Regions from separate parts of the Macaca mulatta genome. Here region 2 is linked to region 1. The links are chromatin contacts, called in public Hi-C maps. All regions are on one chromosome and are shown on one strand. The core of a region is the stretch at or near the end of the contact, and the rest is flanking DNA. Distances in the headings are between cores, read along the strand shown. Region 1 holds the start of PHAF1 (phagosome assembly factor 1). Region 2 holds the start of FBXL8 (F-box and leucine rich repeat protein 8).

Region 1 (4,291 bases), core at 42-2,541:
GTCCCCCTAACTCCTATTTCATCCAACCTTCACCTGTCACAACTGAGGTCTGGGTTTAGGCTTACAGCATCCGATACAGACTACATTTCAAAAGAGAGGGAAGCGGGGCCGGGTGCAGTGGTACACGCCTGTAATCCCAGCATTTTGGGAGGCCGAGGTGGCCGGATCACGAGGTCAGGAATTCGAAACCAGCCAGCCTGGTCAACATGGTGAAACCTCGTCTCTACTAAAAATACAAAAATTAGCCGGGTGTGGCGGCGCGTGCCTGTAATCCTAGCTACTGGGGAGGCTGAGGCAGGAGAATCGCTTGAACCCACGAGGCGTTAAGTTGCAGTGAGGCAACATCGCGCCACTGCACTCCAGCCTGGGCGACAGAGTCAGATTTCGTCTCAAAAAAAAAAAAAAAAAAAAAAAAAGAGAGGGAAGCAAGTCAGCTGTTCCTTTAACACACACAAACTCAACTCCCTTGACCAGAGCCCCAACATGGGTTCCAAACCTAGGTTTCCCATCCAAAAAAGGGGAAGGAAGCCACAGCCCAGAAAAGCAGTGAGAGACAGACCACAGGCCACAGTGGTGATCAGAGGGATCAGCCACTTCTCAGCCATTATTTAGTCTGTAAAATGGAAATGGGAATAACAATAGTACCTATCCTTAGGCGCCGGCGAAGGGTACTAGAGAGAATTACGTTCAAAAAGAGCAGGGCCGGGCATTAGGCATTTGGGGAGAGCCAGCTATTATTGTCTTTACTACTACTGTCCCACCGTCCCAGAAGAGACCCTGCTGAGACCCGAGATGAGCAACTGACAGGCAAATCGGGCCACTTGGAGCTGGTGTCTAGTGCCTGGAGCTCGGACAGCTGAGAGGACGAAAGAGGTGAGGAGCTGCGGGCGCAGGGGCGTGAGAGACTGAGAACAGAGGTGGGAAGAGCCCAGAAGAAAACAAGGATCAGCGAATGGGGTCCTGACAGAGGACCCCAAACTCACCCAGCGTGAATTCCCATTGCTCGTTCCCCAGAGAGCGTTCGGGCACCACCTCCAAGTCCAGCATTGGTTCGGCTCGCCTGGCCCGGGCGGCCTCCGTGCAGCAGCGCAGACTGGACCCAAGCTGAGGAGACAAAGCAGCGGCTGACAGGCCGCCCCCGCTGGCCCGCCGCAGCCCCACTTTCCACCTCCTCCCCCGCGGCAGGGGCGGCGGCACCGGCCCAACACCACACCTCACCTCACTTCACTTCACCTGCAGCACAAGCTACGGTGGGGGCTACGGCGGCGGCGGGAGCGACTGCAGTAAAAGTGGCGTGCCGGGCCGTAAAGCGCGGGGAGGGCCGGCGGAGGCGGGAGTGCCAGCGCGGGGGAGGAGCCTGAGGCGGAGCCGCGCACGCGCAAACTCCGGGTTCCACCGCGGTTGCTGAGGCTGAGCCGGGCAGGGCTGTAACGTCGGCAACCATCGGGGCTCTAGGAGCGAGGAGTCCGGTACTTCGTGAGCCCCTATATCCGTGCACCACAGCACACACACGTCACATATCTACACAAAGAACGGTTCACCACACAACACACACGTCACACAGCTGCACAACACCCGTCTGCAGTCCACACACACATCCGACTCACATTGACTGGTCGCAGAAGGCAAGTACAGAGGGCACGCTGAGGCCCAGCTGGAGGGAGGACGCGGAGTCCCTAAGCCTTACGGCCCCCACCGTCTCCGCTGGGGCTGGAGGTGACGCTGGCCGCAGCAGCTTTTAGTTGTTCAGGAATGACGTCCCCACCCGGTCGCCCCTGGGGCAGGAGTCGAACCGAGTGAGGACTGTGGGCGTTAAGGGTTGGAATTGGTTAGGGGAGAGGACTCGGTAGAAGGGGAAGGGGCCGGGCCAGGCCTCCCTGCTGACCACATCCAAATGTGCGCAGTCCCCCGGGACCAGGATCCGAAGCCGCCCGCAGCAGCGTGGACCAAAGCTGTGGGGTCTTGACCAACCCCTATGGCACTTTCTGTGCCACAGTTTTCCTAATCTGCAAGGGAAAGGAAGGTTCCTCTAGCACGTTCAGCCTGAGGTTTTGGCCCGTGCCCCAGGACACCCTGAAACTAAAGGACAACCGAGGCCTCTGCTGATGCCAAGCCTTCACGGAGGCAGTTTCTGGGTTCTCACAACCAACCTGAGACGCGAGATTATACCGACTTTATGCAGGCGAATACATGAGGCCCAGAGAGGGTTAAAGACCCAAGGCTCCTTGGTTCTAGGCGGCAGAACCCAAGTCCTTTCCATTACATTGCCCCGGAAGGTTTTCAGCAGGGGAGAGTGGCATACTAAATTCTCAAACTGGCTTGATACTAGTTTATCTTGGGAGGCTCTATCAAAATTTGAAATCGCTGTTTGATAAACTACATAGAGAAGGTTGTCCACTGCAGCACTGTATGCCAAAACAACAGAACTGGGTCACTGAGATGTCCAGTAGGAAAGTGGATAAATAAACCCTGAGATATATAATTAGACATGTTTTTAAAGGTGAATGCTGAGAACAGTGCTCACAGCTGTAATCCCAGCACTTTGGGAGAATGAGGTGGGAGGATCGGTTGAGCCCAGGAGTTGAGACCACCTGGGTAACATAGCAAGACCCAGTCTGTATTAAAAAAAAAAAAAAATTAGCTGGTGTGGTGGCAGTAGGTTGGGCCTGTAGTCCTAGCTACTCAGGAGGCTGAGAGGTGGGAGCATAGCTTGAGGATAGCTGCAGTGAGCTGTGATTATTGAGCCCTGGGGCTTCAGCCTGGATGACAGAGCGAGATCCTGTCTCTAAATAAATAAATAAATAATAAAAAGTGAAGTAGGTCTCTATGTTGATGTGGAAGGAATTCCAAGAGAAAAAAGTCAGATGCGGAAGTATGCATACTATGACCCCCCCCGCCGCTTTTTTTCTGTAAAAACAAAAATAAACATTTGCTGTACCAAAAAGGAAGAACATTTCTGGAAAAATAAAACATTGTCAATCATACCTAATAGAGTGGCAGAGGACAGGAATCAGGGGGTCATTATTCCTTACCATGACAAGCATTAAAGATATGTTTAGAAAAAGCCTAGTTGAGGCCGGGCACAGTGGCTCACACTTGTAATCCCAGCACTTTGGGAGGCCAAGGCGGGCGGATCACGAGGTCAGGAGATCAAGACTATCCTGTCTAACACGGTGAAACCCCGTCTCTACTAAAAACACAAAAACAAAATTAGCCGGGCGTGGTGGCGGCACCTGTAGTCCCAGCTACTCGGGAGGCTGAGGCAGGAGAATGGCGTGAACCCGGGAGGCGGAGCTTGCAATGAGCCGAGATCTCGCCACCGTAGTCCATCCTGGGCAACAGAGCCAGACTCCATCTCAAAAAAAAAAAAAAAAAAAAAAAGAAAGAAAAAGCCTAGTTGCGCAGCTAGGCTAGATAGCTTGGGAAGGAAATCTGGGGAAAAAAGATTGGTGAGGAGCAATCTTAGTCAATTAAAAGTGTCTGGCTGGGCGTGGTGGCTCACGCCTGTAATCCCAGCACTTTGGGAGGCCGAGGCAGACAGATCACCTGAGGTCAGGAGTTTGAGACTACCCTGGCCAACATGGTGAAAACCCGTCTCTACTAAAAATAGAAAAAGTAGCTACGTGTGGTGGTGCATGCCTGTAGTCCCAGCTACTTGGGAGGCTGAGGCATGAGAATCACTTGAATCCGGGAGGTAGAGGTTGCAATGAGCCAATTATCACCCCACTGCACGCCAGCCTGGGCAACAGAGCAAGACTCTCAAAACTTGAAGGGGACTTATTTCTGGAGGAGAAAGATGGGTGGGGCCTAAATTGGGGTGGGATAAGCCCAGTGGGATTGTGGGATAAGCCCAGTGGGGTTGTGGGAGAGGCAAGACAAAGAAGAAACCACATCATTCTGGATAACAAAGTGAAAATGATTTCTAATTTGGGTAATCCCCAAAACAGGAAGAACAAAGTTGTCAGGGAGAGCCTTAAGAAATTCCCTGTTGGGATACTAGGCAGATTTCTGTGAATAATGTCAGTCAACAACAAAAGTTTATCTAGCCAGGTAATGATCATGCCTATAATCTCAGCACTTTGGGAGGCTGAAGTGGGAGGATTGCTTGAGGCCAGGAGCTTGAGACCAGCCTGTACAATATAGCAATATAGCAAGACCCCATTTACACACACAGACACAAGCCAGGTGTGGAGGCACATGCATGTAGTCCCAGCTACTTAGGAGGCTAAGGTGGGAAGATCACTTGAGCCTGGGAGTTTTGTTTTTTTTTTTCTTTTGAGACGGAGTCTTG
Region 2 (4,566 bases), core at 1,972-4,471, 50 kb before region 1:
GCGCCGCAGGTCGAGGTGGCGTAGCTCGCGGGCCGCCCCGCACACAGCGTGCACAGCCTCCAGGACGTCGCGGCCCGCGTCGAAGAGCGGCTTCTCTCCGCGGCACTCCAGGCGCAGGCCTCGCAGCCCCAGGGCACGGCCCGCCAGAACCATCAGCAGCTCGATGGCCGCCCGGCGGCTCACCTCCCTCGATGGCTCAAATTCCAGCCGGAGGTTGTGAACGTGGTCCAGGCAGGTGGACAGATAAAGTGGCAGCATGCCTTCCAGCTCACATTCGCAACTTGAGTTAGAGCCGTGCAGAAAAGGCCTCGGCTGAGTCCCCGCGACCAGGGAAGAACCCTCTATCCACCCCTTAGCTGGGATTCCAGCTGCCATCCCATTTCCTGCCTCCCTCCCCACGTCTCTGTCCAGACCGCGACTGTTGCCCCAAAGGAGGGAACTCTCATCCTATCCTTTTAGAAGATTTCAGTGGCGTCTGCCACAGGATGAAACCTGGACATGGAGAGCCAATGATATTTTAGGAACTGGGCTTTCTCAGCTGTCTCTAAGAAGTCTTGGCGTGGTTCGAATTCTGCCCCTGCCATTCCCTAGCTGAGTGACCTGTGGGAAGTGATTAAGTCTGTCTGCCTCAGCTTCCTATCTGGGCAATGGAGGTAATGATAATACCTATTTACCACACAGGTTTTCGTAAAGATTAAATCAGTTAATATATGTAAGGCACTTAAAAACAATGGTTGGTATATATTAGGTAGTCAATACATGTCAGCAATTATTATTATTACTATTATTATTATTTTGAGATAAAGTCTCACTCTGTTGCCAAGCTGGAGTGCAGTGGCGGGATCTTGGCTCACTGCAACCTCCGCCTCCCGGGTTCAAGCGATTCTCGTGCCTCAGCCTCCGAAGTAGCTGGGATTACAGGCGCCCGCCACCACACCCGGCTAGTTTTTGTATTTTAGTAGAGAGGGGATTTCAGCATGTTGGCCAGGGTGGTCTCAAACTCCTGACCTCAGGTGATCCACCCGCCTCGGCCTCCCAAAGTGCTGGGATTACAGGCATAAGCCACCGCACCCTGCCAGCAATTATTTTTTAATATGGGGGAGTCAACCTGAATCTCTAGCCCACGACTCCACAGAGAAGGTGAGTGGGCCATGGGGAGGGGAGTGTCGAGGAGCAGGCTCACCTGATTTTTGTGTCGTGCCACACAGTGCTGCAGGTAGCAGCGGCGGCCCAGGCCCTGCAGACCCTGGCGGCGGCAGCACGGTCTCTCAGGGGCAGGTGGCGGAAGATGAGCGCCAACACCTCCTCTGGCAGTCCCTCTCCAGTCTCGGCCATGGCCTGGATCCGGCTGGGGTGGGAGGATCCGCCACTCCCAATAGCTCCGGCCTGGAGAGAAAGGGACGTCTCTGGGCTTAGGAAGGCGCAAAGTGTTGCCGGAAGACCCATCTTAGGTGTACAAATGCTTGTGGCCTGAGTAACTTGAGGGCCTCTCAGACAGCGTGGGGCATCAGATAACTGCTTTGTGAACACTTGTTCACAAAGCAGATTTCACAGCCTCACCTACTAAATCAGGCTCTCCGGAAAGGGTAAGGCCCAGGAATCTGCATTTCAACAAGTCCCTGGTGACTCCACAGGTTCCACGTTGAGAACTCACCCCCCAACCTTTATTTATTTATTTATTTATTTATTTATTTTTTTGAGACAGGGTCTCCCACTTTACCCAGGCTGGAGTGCAGTGGTGGCGCAATCACAACTCACTGCACCCTCTGTATCCCGGGCTCAAGCAATTCTCCCACCTCAGCCTCCCGAGTGGCTGGGACTACAGGGGCACGCCACCACGCCTGGCTAATTTTTGTAATTTTGTTTCAGATACGAGGTCTCGCTTTGTTGCCCAGACTGACCTCGAACTCCTGGGCTCGAGCGATCGGCCCGCCTCGGCCTCCCAAAGTGATGGGATTACGGGGATGAGCCACGGCGCCCGGCCTGAGAAACCCCTTCTTAACCCGGCCGGTTAGTAGAAAGTGACTACAGGGTTAATAAGGCGGGAGCATTAATGTAGACTTTTCCTTGTCAGGGACCATGAGCCAATCAGGAAGCGAGGTGTGGGCGGGGCAAAGCTGGATCCGCCCCGGGAGGGGAGGCTCTTTCCCCGCCTCCTTCCCCGCCTCCGCCTCGCGGGGGAGATGTCCCGGGTGCTTCCTAAGACAGCCCCACAAGATGAAAAAGAACTTGGGGCTCTGGGACCTGACGGTTCTGGTGCCTGAGGGGCTCAAGTTTCAAGTGCCGACCCCTGAGCAGTCCTGGCTCCCGCTGGGCACTTTGGGTTTGGCTGGAACTCCGCAGACCCACCCTGGAGAGCAGCCTTTAGAGGGGGATGGGTTATTGGAAAAGTGTGCGTCCTCTTTGAAGTTGCCAATCTTGTTTGTTTTTTCTTTTTGTTTTGTTTTGTTCTGAGACGGAATCTAGCTGTGTCGCCCAGGCTGGAGTGCAGTGGCGAGATCTCGGCTCACTGCAACCTCCACCTCGCGGGTTCAAGAGATTCTCCTGCCGCGGCCTCGCGAGTAGCTGGGACTACAGGCGCGCGCCACCACGTCCGGCTAATTTTTGTATTTTTAGTAGAGATGGGGTTTCACCATATTGGCCAGGCTGGTCCTGAACTCCTGATCTCAGGTGATCCACCTGCCTCGGCCTCTCAAAGTGCTGGGATTACAGGCGTGAGCCACTGCGCCGGGCCGCCAATCTTGTTTTAAGGTTCCTGAAGGTTTGCGTACACAAGGCTTCACACTACTCGCCAGTTAATGTTCCCATATCTTCCGGGCTAACAGTTTCTCCCGGAATTTGTGCCACGTGTTTCCTGGGGCTTCAGATACGCTCGGCTGGGCTTGTACCTGGGACACATGGGCACCCCGTTTTGAGTGCCCACTGGCAGCAGCGATCTTGAAGCCGGATCCCCAGGGGCACCAGAAAATTCTGGTCTCCAGGGGGCGCTCCCTTGATCTACCGAAATCTGGCAGCTCTCGCTCTTACGAGCCCCCGGCCTCGTAAAAATCGCAAACCCCCAAAGTCCCGGTCTTCCTGCCGTCTAACCTTGGGCGCTGGTGTCTTACCTGCTCAGCGAACCAGATGGGCTTTGCCCGGGACAGGGGACTGGCAGCAGAGGGCAGCGGGCGGGAAGCAGCCACCGGGAGCCCGCGGAGCAGGACGCGCGGGCGGACTAGGAGGCTCGGGCTAGGGCACCGCCCCAGCGCCTCCGCGCACACCCGGAAGCGGCGCGAGTAGAGCGGAGCCTGGCGGGCGTGGGAACCCAGGCCCAGCCGAGGCGGCCAGGTTAGTGCAGTTGGTGGGTGGGTGTGTGGGTGGGCTCCCCAGTGCGGGCGGGAGCGGAGGTGGATCTTGGCTCCGAAGCGTGGGCGCGGCGCAGATGTCACCAGCGGCTGCTCCAGCCAGCTGGTGGCGGCGGCCTATTGGGCTGTTCCCGTGGGAGGCGGGGGGCGGTACTGAATTTGGCCCCCGCAGGCTCTTCGTCCCTGCCAGCGCTTTCGAGGAGCAGTAGGGCCCCGCAGGAGAGAGGGTGGGGGAGGAGGGGTGGTTCTGAACACCTCCTTGAGCGGAGACCCCCCTGTCCACCCCAGCCGATCGCACGTGCGAAACCCCAGCTTGAGGGTGGGCTAGTGGGAGCCTGGGAAGCTCCCCTCCAGCGCTCGGGAGCTGCGTAGCTGAGTAGGGGGTGTGCCCGGCGGGTCGCAAGGAGTCGCAGGCTTTCATTTCTGGGCCACGCCCACAGGCTGTCCCTGTCCACCCAGCCAGAGGTGGGGCTGCCCCCGGGACTGTTAAGTGTTCAAGGGGCACCGTGCGTGGCTCGCCCCTGGAAATGGCGGCAGACGTTGTTAGGTCGGTACCCAAGTGCCCCACAGTCTCCGGCCACCAAACGTTCTCAGGACCCAGCCTGGAAGCCTCAGCCCCTCCCAAAAAGGGACGACTACGGGTGGGTGGGGCGCGGGGCTTCCCAAGGAGGGGCTTCTGTGAAAGAACACGTTAGAAGAGCTGCCAATCGGCGGATGCGAAACTAGGGCCCTGGCCTCTTTACCCTGTTAACTCGACCTCCAGCCTGGCTTACCTCCCCCATGGGTCTGGTACTAGTGAGTGTGAGGAAGCATCCCCAGTCTCCAGGTTCCCAGTACTCCCTGCCTCCCCACCCTCCCCTGCAGACCTGATGGGCAGACATTGGTCCCGTTTGGTCCCCACTTCCACCCCTTGGGGTGGGGCCACAACCATCGGGTCAGCACTCCCAAGTCAAGGGGCTAGGAAGACGTGAAAGAGGGAACGTTTCCAGGGGAGGTTCTCACTCTCTCCTACTCCCCAGGCCACTTTCCTAGGACTCCCCCTTATCTCACCTCCGTGGCTGGCTCCCTATCATGGACCCACTTGTCACCTGCAGAGTTTCCCACTTTTTCTTGTTTTGCTTTTAAAGAAAACAAATTTATTTTGCTCTTTTAATACAAAGAAAATGTCTCTACTTCACATAAAGCAGAAAATATTGCTAAATACAAAGAAAATAAAAATCAC

What was found. A called contact is a pair of places that touch in the nucleus more often than the background predicts.
Region 2: a contact with region 1 is called in a Hi-C map of liver, with 1.9 times the contacts expected there. The contact joins the promoter of FBXL8 here to the promoter of PHAF1 in region 1. A contact is called at or near these places in 3 of 14 Hi-C or Micro-C datasets (CD4 T cells, cortical neurons and liver).

Annotation. Positions count from the first base shown.
Region 1 is chr20:62,650,021-62,654,311 of T2T-MMU8v2.0, reverse strand. PHAF1 (phagosome assembly factor 1) reads right to left here and starts at 1,291. Exons shown (of 17, transcript XM_077984223.1): 1 at 1,219-1,291; 2 at 984-1,104.
Region 2 is chr20:62,701,732-62,706,297 of T2T-MMU8v2.0, reverse strand. It overlaps FBXL8 (F-box and leucine rich repeat protein 8), which reads right to left and starts at 3,221. Exons shown (of 3, transcript XM_077984224.1): 1 at 3,108-3,221; 2 at 1,184-1,386; 3 at 1-492. The coding sequence starts at 375. It overlaps TRADD (TNFRSF1A associated via death domain), which reads left to right. Exons shown (of 5, transcript XM_028841127.2): 1 at 1-653.